Regions from separate parts of the Rattus norvegicus genome. Here region 2 is linked to region 1. The links are chromatin contacts, called in public Hi-C maps. All regions are on one chromosome and are shown on one strand. The core of a region is the stretch at or near the end of the contact, and the rest is flanking DNA. Distances in the headings are between cores, read along the strand shown.

Evidence for each region. Hi-C and Micro-C count contacts between places; a contact is called where the count stands out from the background.
Region 2: a contact with region 1 is called in a Hi-C map of prefrontal cortex, with 2.1 times the contacts expected there. The contact joins the enhancer-like site here to the promoter of Ier5 in region 1. A contact is called at or near these places in 5 of 12 Hi-C or Micro-C datasets (the A7r5 cell line, Schwann cells, frontal cortex and 2 more).

The regions. Positions count from the first base shown.
Region 1 is chr13:69,819,731-69,825,378 of GRCr8, reverse strand. Ier5 (immediate early response 5) reads left to right here and starts at 2,837. Exons shown (of 1, transcript NM_001025137.3): 1 at 2,837-4,929. The coding sequence starts at 3,023. The coding sequence ends at 3,949.
Region 2 is chr13:69,939,758-69,945,405 of GRCr8, reverse strand. It overlaps Kiaa1614 (KIAA1614 homolog), which reads left to right. Exons shown (of 10, transcript NM_001427644.1): 8 at 577-704; 9 at 1,358-1,542; 10 at 4,939-5,648. The coding sequence ends at 5,132. Among named protein-coding and RNA genes, the nearest start is that of Kiaa1614, 29 kb to the left of the region's middle. Within about 2 kb of position 3,510, at least 20 of the 93 cell types and tissues checked have an H3K27ac peak or open chromatin away from gene starts, as enhancers often do. A contact at or near this core is called in prefrontal cortex, where this site is marked.

The sequences.
Region 1 (5,648 bases), core at 1,588-4,087:
TCCATCTAGCTCAGGTCTTCTCAGGAATCCTTTGCCTAAACATACACAGGAGCTTTACAGTTGAGTGGTCGCCTGTACACCAATTGTTCTGGAATCCATCCTGAGGTTATTACTGGAAAATCTTTAATAGGTCCCCATGGCCCCATCTTCTCATTGAAGCATCTATACCTTACTATCGTCACCTTGGCAACCTGGCAAGTGAGATGCTCTCCATTCTCACTCCTACCTACCGCCAGCCCACCCCCACCCTTGCTTTGCTGCTTAAGAGTCTGTGGACTCTACCTTAGGGCTTTCCGCACCTCTTCAAATCCACTTTCCTCACTCAAAGTTTCCGATGATCCTTCCTTCTCCGACCCCTTCTGTACCTCCGAATTCAAGTGCGGGGTAGCATGTTCTAATAAGTAATGTGTACTGAGAGTTTACCCGTGCTCGCGGCTATGCTAAGAGTGTTAAGTGTGTAATGAGCATTCCGTTCTCACATGCTCTAAGAGGTAGGCACTATTATTATCTCTGTAATCAAATGAAAAAAGATGGAATCACAGAGAGGAGAAACACCTTTCCAAAGTGCTCTTCAACAAGGAGGAAGTGGAGCGGGAGCTGGGATTCCCACTCCAGTGGCCCGAGTTTGCAAGCATTGTTTTACAGTGACTTAAAAGTTCTCACACTTTTCCCAGTGGAAGTCTGGTGAGGCCTGAGGCCTTGGCCCTTTCAAGATGTTCCTAAGCCTTATTAGGACAATCTGAAAACCCCATTATTTCTGGGTTTATCAGAAAATTGGGGTAGGAATGGAACTGATGGACTTTGTTTTTTTGTTTTTGTTTTTTGGTTTTTTTTTTAATAAAGTCAGAATGCTCAGTGGGCATAGTGGTACACACCTTTAGTCCCAGCATAAGGAGGCAGCGGCAGGCAGGTCTCTGAGTTCGAGTCTAGCTTGGTCTACAGAGCTAGTTCCAGGACAGGACAGCCAGAAAAACCCTGTCTCAAAAAACACAAACTAAATAAATTAATATTTTTTTAAAGAAGCGCTGATGAAAGAAACAAAGCTTTGAAAGGACTAGGTTGTCAGGCTCTACCCCAGATGTACTGTCAGTCAGCCTGTAAATTTAAACAAGCTGTGTTAGGAACATGGGCTATCTCCATACGTGAGTTCAAGTACCACTTACTACATGGCGTTGATAAATATATCTGTGAGATACAGCATTACCAGATACACTGTGTCCTCATGAGTATAGGTCATTTGTAATACAGTGGGTTCCATCAGAACCTCACTGGACTGCATTCCTTAGGAAACCTGAAGGGACACACACACACACACACACACACACACACACACACACCCCTCTGTTGTTTTAAGGGTGAGTGGTCAGGATCTAGATGCAGACTTGGATTTCAATATTCAATAAATATTTGTAAAAAAATTTTTTTAAGGAGAGAAAATGGAGAAGAACCTCATGTTATTACTGACCATACGTTGTGGTTGCTACATGTTATAAATGTTTTCTCTCCTTCTCTATGTGGACTGAGAATTCCTGGAAGGGGGGAACCCTGGGCTTCAGTTATAGCAGGGATAATGGCCAAAGCTAGCACCCCAAAGCATCATATCTGAGCGCATCCTAGTTGTTAACCAGCTCTAATCAAGCCTACCTCACTAGTGTTTCTTCTACATAAATACATTGGTTAGGAAAACCCTACTGTAGGATGAGGTAAACTTTTCACACTAATAGACTCTGTGTAAGCTGTGGTTAATTTTATTATTTAGATTACCTCTGGGAGCTGTCATTTATCTTCTGTATAATAAAGAAGGTATATACATGATTTTTCCTTTTTAGATTTGAAACTAAAGGGCCATGAGGCAATTTACTGAGTCATCAGGCACCAGTACCATCTTGTCGTGGTCTTTTTGACAGGAATTTGTAAGACTCAGTGGATGGACTACATTGACTAACCAGGAAAATTTTAGGAACTTTTGCCCATACTTGACACAAAACAAATTTACATAATCAATATGGGGAACCAGAACTTCTTTATTTGTATTTTTAGAACTTACTAGATTTCCCCAAGAATAGATCAATTACTTACTGTGCATTTTTTTAAACAGACAAAACCATTGTGGAAAAGTAGGTAACATCTTCATTTAATCTATACTGACAACTGAGAATCTGAGGAATGGAATGAAATATGCCAGCTTTGGACGAGAACCAATAACTTTGTGCCTGAATTCTGTTCCTTGATAAAGCAGAAGCTTGGAAATTTCTATAAACTCCCCTTTTTGTTTGTAGTCAAATGCTGAGTGTAACGCTAATGGGAAAGGGACTAACTCCAAAATAATATCTCAAATATATCGTGGTAGTTGTCATATATTGCCATCGCTTCCGTTTCTGCCAAGAATGACCAGAAGTTACAGCTGTACCAGCTGTAAGCAGCTGGAAATTGCTCATGAAAGGAACCGAACTTTATTGTGCAGTAGATTCCAACACACTAAACGGATGAAAGCCCCAATAGTTCGGTTCCTTACAGTGTGCCAATGTACTTCACAAAGCGGAATTCCTAACTACAAACAGTTCTGTGTGCTTCGTTCTACCACATCACCCGCTCAGAACACAAATCCCACCGCACTTGATCAAAGGGTCGCCTGCGATCTCCCCCTTTAAGAGCTTGCTCCGCGGGACTAACGTTTGAACCGGCCCCGGGGCTCCTCCTCTGCCTCTGATTGGCCGGGGGTGGCGCACGAGGCGCATCGGCCCGCCCAGAACGGTTGGCGGCGCTTTGTGATTGGCGTTCGCGGAGCATATATAAACCGCGGTGTGGCCCCGCACCGCTCAGTTTAGAGGCTGGCCCAGAACGGGTCTGTTGACTGAGGAGAAAAGGCGGAGGGAACTACGCATCACTAGATCTTTTCTCCACCGAGCTTTCACACGCTGAGGGTACAACCACAGAGGCGAACCTGTTCCTGCCTCTCGCGCCTCTCTCAGCTTTAGAAGGCAAGCAGGCGTTCACCCCGTCGTCTGGAAGAGGAGGCAGGATGGAGTTCAAGCTGGAGGCTCACCGTATCGTCAGCATCTCCCTGGGCAAGATCTACAACTCGCGGGTCCAGCGCGGCGGCATCAAGCTGCACAAGAACCTCTTGGTGTCGTTAGTGCTGCGCAGCGCCCGCCAAGTCTACTTGAGTGACCCCTGCCCTGGCCTCTACCTGGCCGGCCCTGCGGGGACCCCGGCGGTACCGCCGCCACAGCAGCCCGGAGAGCCGGTAGCGGGGCCACCATCTGGCTGGGGAGAGCCGCCCCCACCGGTCGCCCGCGCCGCCTGGCCGGAGCCCGAGCCGCAGCCTCAGCCTCAGCCTCAGCGTCCCTCGGTGTGCCACACGCCGGGAGCGGGAAGCCCAGAACCGGTGGCCGCGGTGTCCGGAGCGGAGGACGCTCTACGGGGCGGAGAGGAGGACTCGGCGGCAGCTGCTTGGGGCCGCGTGGAACGTCCGCGCGTGGCGCCTTCTGGAGGCAGCTCGGACGCGTGCTCCGAGGGGCCCCGGGCACTGCGCCGCCCGTGTGGCTGTCCGTCGGCCGTGGAGGAGCGGTCCTCAGAGAACGGGTCCCCGGCGCCAGCCGCCCCGTGTCCCAGGAAGCGTGGCGCAGCGGGAGTGGGTGGCGGCCGCGCGGGCTGCTCCGCGCCCGGCTCTACCCCTCTCAAGAAGCCGCGCCGGAACTCCGAGGAGCAGCCGGTCACCGACGAGGAGGACACCGACGAGGAGATGGAAACCGGGAACGTGGCAAACCTCATCAGCATCTTCGGGTCTAGCTTCTCGGGACTCTTACGGAAAAGCCCTGCGGCCGGGCGGGAGGAAGAGGAGGCGGAGGAGGGCGGCCCGGAAGCCTCCGAGCCCGGGCAGATCTGCTGCGACAAGCCGGTTCTGAGAGACATGAGCCCCTGGAGCACAGCCATCGTGGCCTTCTGATCCCCCGGGACCTGAGCGGCTGGAGCTTGAGCAGCGGGAGTCCCCGAAGTGCGGCCGGGGCCTTTCCCGGCCGCGAGGACGAGCCGAGACCGTAGGCGCTGGGCGCGTAAGGGAGACTGGTTGCTGCCGGGCAGCACATCGCCCCGGAAGGGGCAGCCCGGCTGGGCCGTGGCTCTCGAGTCTCATCCTGAGACCTAGAGTGGGAGGCTTATTGGAAGAGGACGATCGATCGTTAACTTTTGTATCAGTGTGTGTCCATGTGTAAGTTTGTCTTGTGTTGAGACGATTCTGTGGTTCTGGAATGCACCACCCCTTCCCCGTTCTCGAGACTTTGGGGGTGCAAACAGGGACTTTCCTCTGCCAGCAGCACAGAAAAGGAAGCTGCTGAAAGGTTCGAGACAGGGGAGTTCCCCGATCGATCTTGGGGAAGAGAGGGACTTTACACACAACCTCTCTCCTGAAAGCTAGGACCACACCGGGGCGCGGAGTGGCGTTTTCTCACAGGATTTCCCCAGACTAGAGGGAGTTCGTCTGGAGTAGAGACTTGTATTATTTTTCTTCCTCCCCATCTTTCTCTGGCACAGAAGAAGCGCTTCTACCCTGTGATTACTCTGGGAAAGCAGAACATTAAGGGACCTTCAATTCCCCACAGGGGAAAAAAAGCTTGCTGAACTTCACAGAAGAGTTCAAGCTTGGAAATATGGAGTTTATAGAGAAAAAGATATATTTTTAAAAGCTCTAGCTCAGAACTTACTACACAGTGCTTTTAAAAAGTGTTTAATGAAACAAAGTTTACAGACGAGCTCTAAGTGGAAGGACCTTATGGTTTTGTAGATACGGTGACTCCAGTCTTTGTTGTATAAAGGTTGGGGGAGCTGATAAGGTTTTTGTACAGTATTTTCTCCTCCTCTGTATTGATTTTTGTATAAAAATGTAACTTTACGTGTCTAACACGTATTAAATATTTTGAAGCAACTCCACTACCTGCTTGTATGTATGTAATCACTTGTCTGGGTTTCCAACCAGGTGGGGGGAGGGGCAGCCAGGCTGGGAAATGGAAGGTGTGGTTCTTCGTATCAGCCAGTCACAGGCTAGGGACATTGTTGGCTGACTAGAATAAGTATCAAGAGAGACACGTTTAAGGGTTTGGTTTGGTTTTTTTGTTTTCACGCACATCCCCATTCACAGGACTAATAGATACTGGAATTAATGACTGGCAGTTTGAAACCTGCCACTGAAACAGCTTTCTCTGTAGTCATGGTTTTCTATAGTTTGACTTGATGGAATCTTTAATATTAAATAATACTAAACGCCAAGTTTTACAGCCTTTCCAATATCAAGTATTTCCACCAAAACTTTGTTTCCTAAACAGATCTGGTAATCTATTAGACCATGGGTCACTTTGTAGATTTGAATTGGGGTGGGAGTGGGGTTTAGAAAGCAACTTTAGAGGTCTTAGTAGGACCAGTCATGAAGAAACCGATGAGATTGACTTCTCTAAATGTTCAGGTTCATCACTCGTGTTCCATTAGATGTCAAGGCTGACATTTGTCTTCAGTTGTAGAAAGTAAATGTTGAAAGTGAAATTATGTGTATCAAACCAGAGAAGGAGACTAAGGAAGGTTGGGTAAATTTAATTCTCATGTAGCAGAACTTCCTGATTTGCTCTTGTCACCCTACATGATGACATAAGTGGTTT
Region 2 (5,648 bases), core at 2,261-4,760, 120 kb before region 1:
CATGCCTTCTCTGGTGCTGTCTTTCTTTTGCCTGGGCACCTGTCCTGTTTTTTTCAGCTAGTGAGCTCTAGCTTCCAGCCTCTCTCTGGGCCAGCTCCTCCTCTGTCCGCATACCTTCTGGGTCAAAGCCTCTCTGCTCCCAGTTATAAGCTCCTGGCGCTATCCCGGAGCTATCACGTTACCTAGCTCACCCTATTCCCAGCTGAAAGCATTCTGCTCTAGGGTGTGTCTTAAGTGTGCTACCAGAGAGCCACGTGCCCAGCCCCTCCCCTTTGGACAGGATCTCCTTGTGTCTCTCTGGCTGGTCTTAAGCTCCTGAGCCTCCAGCGGAGGCTTCTGAGTGCTAGTTAAGTTTGCATTGTAAGATAAGCACAAGCTTAGTGCTGAATGCTTTGGATGCCTGTGCAGTCCCATCTCCATGAGCAGGACCTGCTGACTCTTGCTAGGCACCCGGGTGTGCTCACCAAAGCTGGCACCAAACAGTGTTTTCTTAGAGTGACCTCGGGTTTATGGTTCCCAGCAAATCCCCTTCCCAGGCTTTTCTTCTCACCTGTAATATTGGGCCTTCCCCACTAGGTGTCACCCTCCCATCAGCATCGGAGAACAACTTCCTTCCAGAACCTCCATTCTCTGCTAGGTGGCAAGGGAGACCGGTCTAGCCTTTACCTGGTAGAAGGGTCAGGGGACAGCAGTGCACCCAGCAGGTAAGCGTGGCACAAGTGACCCAAAGAATAAACTTGGAGTGGTACCATAGCCCTGAGCCCGTTTGTCTCTTTAAGAGGAAGTGAAGCAGAGTAGCTGAGTCTTGCCCTCCACAAATCTCTAATATGGAGAGACAAAGTGACACAGACATCTCAGAATGACACCTCTGTGCCCTTGCCATGTGCGGTGAGCACCGAGAGGCACAGGTTTGCTGGAAGGTGGTGCTGGCAGCCTTGAAGCCTCTCTCCTTTGTCCGATGACATCCTGAAGTCAGTGTTCAGAGTTTAAACACAGCCAAAGATTTGACATCAGGCCCTCTTGGCTATCTGCTTTTACTCAGGGCTTCATGGAAGGACTTTGTGGGGGAAGGGCTCCTGAAAACATTGTATCAAAATACAGCTTTCTTCAGGTTCTCAGAGGTCTCTTTCTAAGATGTTAGAGACCACCGTCCTTGCTTCAAGTCTCTCTGGCCTGAGGAGCCACCAGCAGGTGTGGGAACTGCCTGTCTCCATCCCAGGGAGCTCATTTTGCTGGCTGAGGTCAGAGAAACCAGCTTCTAGTGTCAGGCTCCTATATCAGAGATGTGGGTCACCTTAGGGACAAGAAAAACTGTTGTTACCTAACCCCATCGTGACTGTCTTTGGTCTCCTTGTAGGCCAGCCAAGGCCTTTCCCCGTCGTGCCCTCAGTGTAGAAGATGTGGGTGCCCCCAGCCTGGCTCGTACTGTGGGCAGAGTGGTGGAGGTGTTCCCAGATGGCACAAGCCAGCTGCAGCTGCAGCGACCCCCAGAGGGCACCTTTGGTTTCTGTGTGGCCTATGGCAGTGGCCGGCGAGACTCAGGTATGCTGTGGGGATCCTCAGCAAAGTACCTGGGGTGTGGTCAAGTTCCTTCTAGGCAATGGGGAAAAGCTCCCCTTGTCCTTCCAGAAGTTCTTCCTGGGTGCCAGGTCCCAGGAGCCGCCCCTGCTGAGGGGGTGGAGCTGGCAGATTTGACTCCAATGTCCCCCAGCCGCCCTGTGACATCTTGAGATCAGCGCCTTCAAGGCTGTTCCAGAGGGGCAGAGGAAAACTGTCTGTGCATGCCAGTTCTCTGCTTTTGCTTTGATGTGGTTGATGTATTCCAACCGTCCGGTCCTCCAGCTGGTGTGTCTGGGCTTGTGGAGTGGGCCTGCCTGTCTGCAGTCCTGTCCACAGTCCTCCCTCCCCAGCTCCTGGAGGCTTTGTTCACATGGACGGTGGCTCCAGGTGCCTGGCTCGGTTGCCCACTGTAAGATAATTCAATAGCAATATTGGTGAGTTCTGACTACTTCTTGGCCCCTCTACATCCAGGAATCCTTCATGGCAACCTGACCTGCCCAGGCTAAGCCCATGGTCCTGAATGTGTTTGGGTACAAGAACCCCTGAAAGCTATCCCCAGGGTAGGCTTAGCTTCGGGGAGACTGGGCAGAGGAGGGAGGGATGACTTGAGAAGAGAAGCCCAGGAGCCTGTGCTGCTGTGCCCTGCCGAGGGGAGGTAGTCCTTCCTGCTCGACTGTCTCCTAGGCCAAGGCTGTCTAACTGTGAAAGCCCTCCTGCTGCCGCTTCTGCAGCACAGCGTGTGTGCTAGCCCCTGCCCTGTTGTTCACCACTCAGCTTCTGTCAGTGAATGTGCCAGGTGCCTGCTTGTAAGGCTCGTGGATGCCGGGGTCACAGCGCAGCAGACCTCACAAGTGTGCACTCCAGCAAGGGTGCCAGGCCAGAACTACATGTTTGTTTCATATGTTTTCTATCACAGGCGCGGCATAGTGAAAGGCACCCAAAAGCAGAGATTAATAAAACAGGCATGGCCGGAACTGGGTAGACAGGCTTGAGATGACACTCGAGTGGAGGCAGGACAGAAGAAGGGGGGAGCTATGTGGGGTCAGGAGATGAGAGTCGAGGAGAGGGGCAACCAAGTGTGAAGGTCCTAAAGGGCCATGGTCCTTGCCATTAGGGAAACCAGGTTGGCTGGGAGCTGAGCTCAGAGAGGCTGCAGGCTGCAGGCTGTCCTGTCCTAAGAGACCTGGAGTTTTCTCACCGAGTGGGAGAGGATCCACCTTCATCTACTGGAAGAGATTTTAGAACAGACAGGTGCTAGCTAGCTGTGCTGAGAATACACAACGGGACAGGAAAGGGCACTGACCTGATGTCTAGAGTCCAGGAGACAGAGCAAATGGCAGATGGCATGAGGGTCGCCATGGAGATGGTGGGGGGGGGGAGCCTATAATTTGACTGCATTGCAGTTAGTGGGACCTGAACTTTCTGGGAGAGTTGGGAGGGAGACAGAAAGAGGGGGGAGGGAGGGAGGGAGGGAGGGAGGGAGGGAGGGAGGGAGGAAACATGTGTGGTTGGGAATGGTGTGGGCCTCCCCAGTCTGGACCTAGGGAGAGTCAGATGTCAGTGCAAACAGGGAACTGACATTTAGGAAGCCAGACTGAGTGCCATCCAGGCTGACTAGGTGGTGCGCCGCTCTTGCTGCTGTATTTGGCCACCATATGTCACACAGGGGTCTCACGCTAGGCAGTGTGGTGGCTGCTGGCACTCTACCTCAGGCCTTCCTCTACCTGCTTAGGCCAGTTCCCTGTGCCTCGGAGGAGAGGAGCCGTGGTCTGGGGCTGCCCTGGCCCCTTGCTAAGCTGAGTCAGGAATGTGGCACGTATCTCATCTGACACCACACCCACGAAAACAGCAGGCCCTGCCTTCTGCTTCTAACCAGCTACCACATAGGCGTCTAACATCCTTAACAAAGGCTGTCTCCAGCAGACCATGTGCCAGAGTTGCCTCCCAGTCACGATTTCAGCTGGGAAGCCTACCCAGGTCTCCCTAAAATGGCTGCAGTGACGTCAGTGTCTGGTCTGGGTGGCTACACTCTTTTGGGTTTTGTCATTCCTCCCCACCTGCCTCTCCTGCTGCATACCAAACACTCCTGTGGGTTCCCATGGGAGGTAGGGGTGGCTCTGCTCTCCCTGCCACCAGCCTGTAGACCCAGCAGGTTAGCTGTTCAAGCAGCACGAAAGGAGACCAAGGACAGGGTGGGATCTCACTGGGAAAGCCTTCTGCCAAAGAACTGTAAGCACTTGGTTATTTGGAGACGGGGCCTCAATGGAAAGGCTCCAAAAGGGACAGCCACACTTCAGACAAATGGGTCAAATAGCCACAGACCTTTAGTAAAGGACTTGTAGACTCCATATTCAGAGGCTGGCTTCTCTGGGACCCAGGGCTACAATGAAGGGGGAGCCTCTGGGTCCATAAGGCAAGGTACCACCTCCCACAGTCCACGATGCTGCAAGCCAGAGATGGACGCACCAGAACAGACATCCTGCCAGTGCCAAGCACCTGACTAGGGAAAGGCCTGGGAGAAGGTATCATGTGGACAGCCACTATGTGAAGGGGTCAGGACTGCTCACCTGTCCCCAGACCCCACTGTGTTGTCAGCTGCTGGAGAGCCACTCGCAAAGGCTGTCCCCCTCTGTCCTTAGCGGCTGGCTGTGCTCGCACAGAGAGAATGGTAGTGGGCTCCAGCTTTCCCCAGAGGAACCTCCCATATATGCTGTCAGCTCAGGGCAGCTGACGGAGAACCCCAGAGATGCCCAGCTCTCAGGTGGACACTGCTGTGGCAGCAGTGGCTGGAGACCTGCCTTGTCAGCCCAAGCCCCCATGGCCTCTCCTACAACACGGCTTTCTTGGGAGCCAGCCACGAGTCCCTGACAGGTTTGATCATTTTACAACCCAAGAAATGATCATGCTGGCCAGGGTGAGCCTCTTGGAGTGGTAGAGCGAAGGGTGCAAGAAACAGGCAAGTACATTGTAGATGTGGGCATCTATTTTCCATGGACTTTGGCCACATGCCACCAAAGCCCAAGTGAGGAACTGAGTGACCCTGAGGCCAGGGACTCTGGACCAGATTTGGTCTCTTCATACTCCAGTGACGTGTCCCCTGCCTTGGCCTTTGGGCCTGGGTCACTTGAGCAGCACAGTGCACACTGCTATCCGAAAAGCTGCTATCAGAAAAGGGTAAGATTAGTTCCTTCGTACTAAACAGAAGATGGATAACGTCTTCAAGCATCATTTGCATGGGTTTTGCTGTTTTGAAAGAGGCCACAGAGAAATGAGGTTAAGTGTGGGGTAGGGGATTACAGGGGACACATGATATCAGTTGTAAGGGGCATGTCACTGTTTTCTGCATGATTTCTCATCCCGCCTCCCTTTCCTTTACAGGGCTGTATGTGCAGGACATGGCTGACCTGGATACGGCCAAGCTGTACTCAGGGCTCCTTGGGGTAGGGGATGAGATCCTGGAGATGAACGGGGCCAAGGTTGCTGGGCTGGGCTTGGCTCACATCAACGAGCTGCTGGTGCGTGTGGAGAGCTTGTCGATTCGTGTCTTGAGACAACGGCCTGTCCCCCAGTGACCCAGAAGTACTGCTGTTCTTGCTGATGCTCCTTCAGGACCCCTGACCCACACACACAGTAGGAGGGGCTAGAAACGTGCCACCCAGAGATACCATGAATGTAAAATGCAGTTCACAGATCAGCCTCTGTCTGGGTGTGGCAGAAGCTGTTCTGATGGGCCACCTGTAGGAAGAGGTACCTGTGCCCATTCAGGATACTAATTTATACAGGTCTGGGGACAGGGAATACTGGTTTCTTCCTTCACAGAAGTTGCCATGTTCCTTTGTTGGAGCTAGAGAGGACAGCAACTGACTAATCCTTGAGTTGGCCCTTGAAAGCTGGCCCTTGAGAGCCAGCTTCAGCTTTTGGCCACACTCGCTGAAAAGGCTCCCCAGCCCCCAGCACACCAGACACAGCGTGGCCACATTGGCTTTGCGCCCCATCTCTTTCAGCCGTAGCTTGCTTGGTTCCCATATGACACTTTGCTTCTGATCCAGAAAGGGCTCAGTGTCTTGGCACAGCCTGACAGCCAGGAG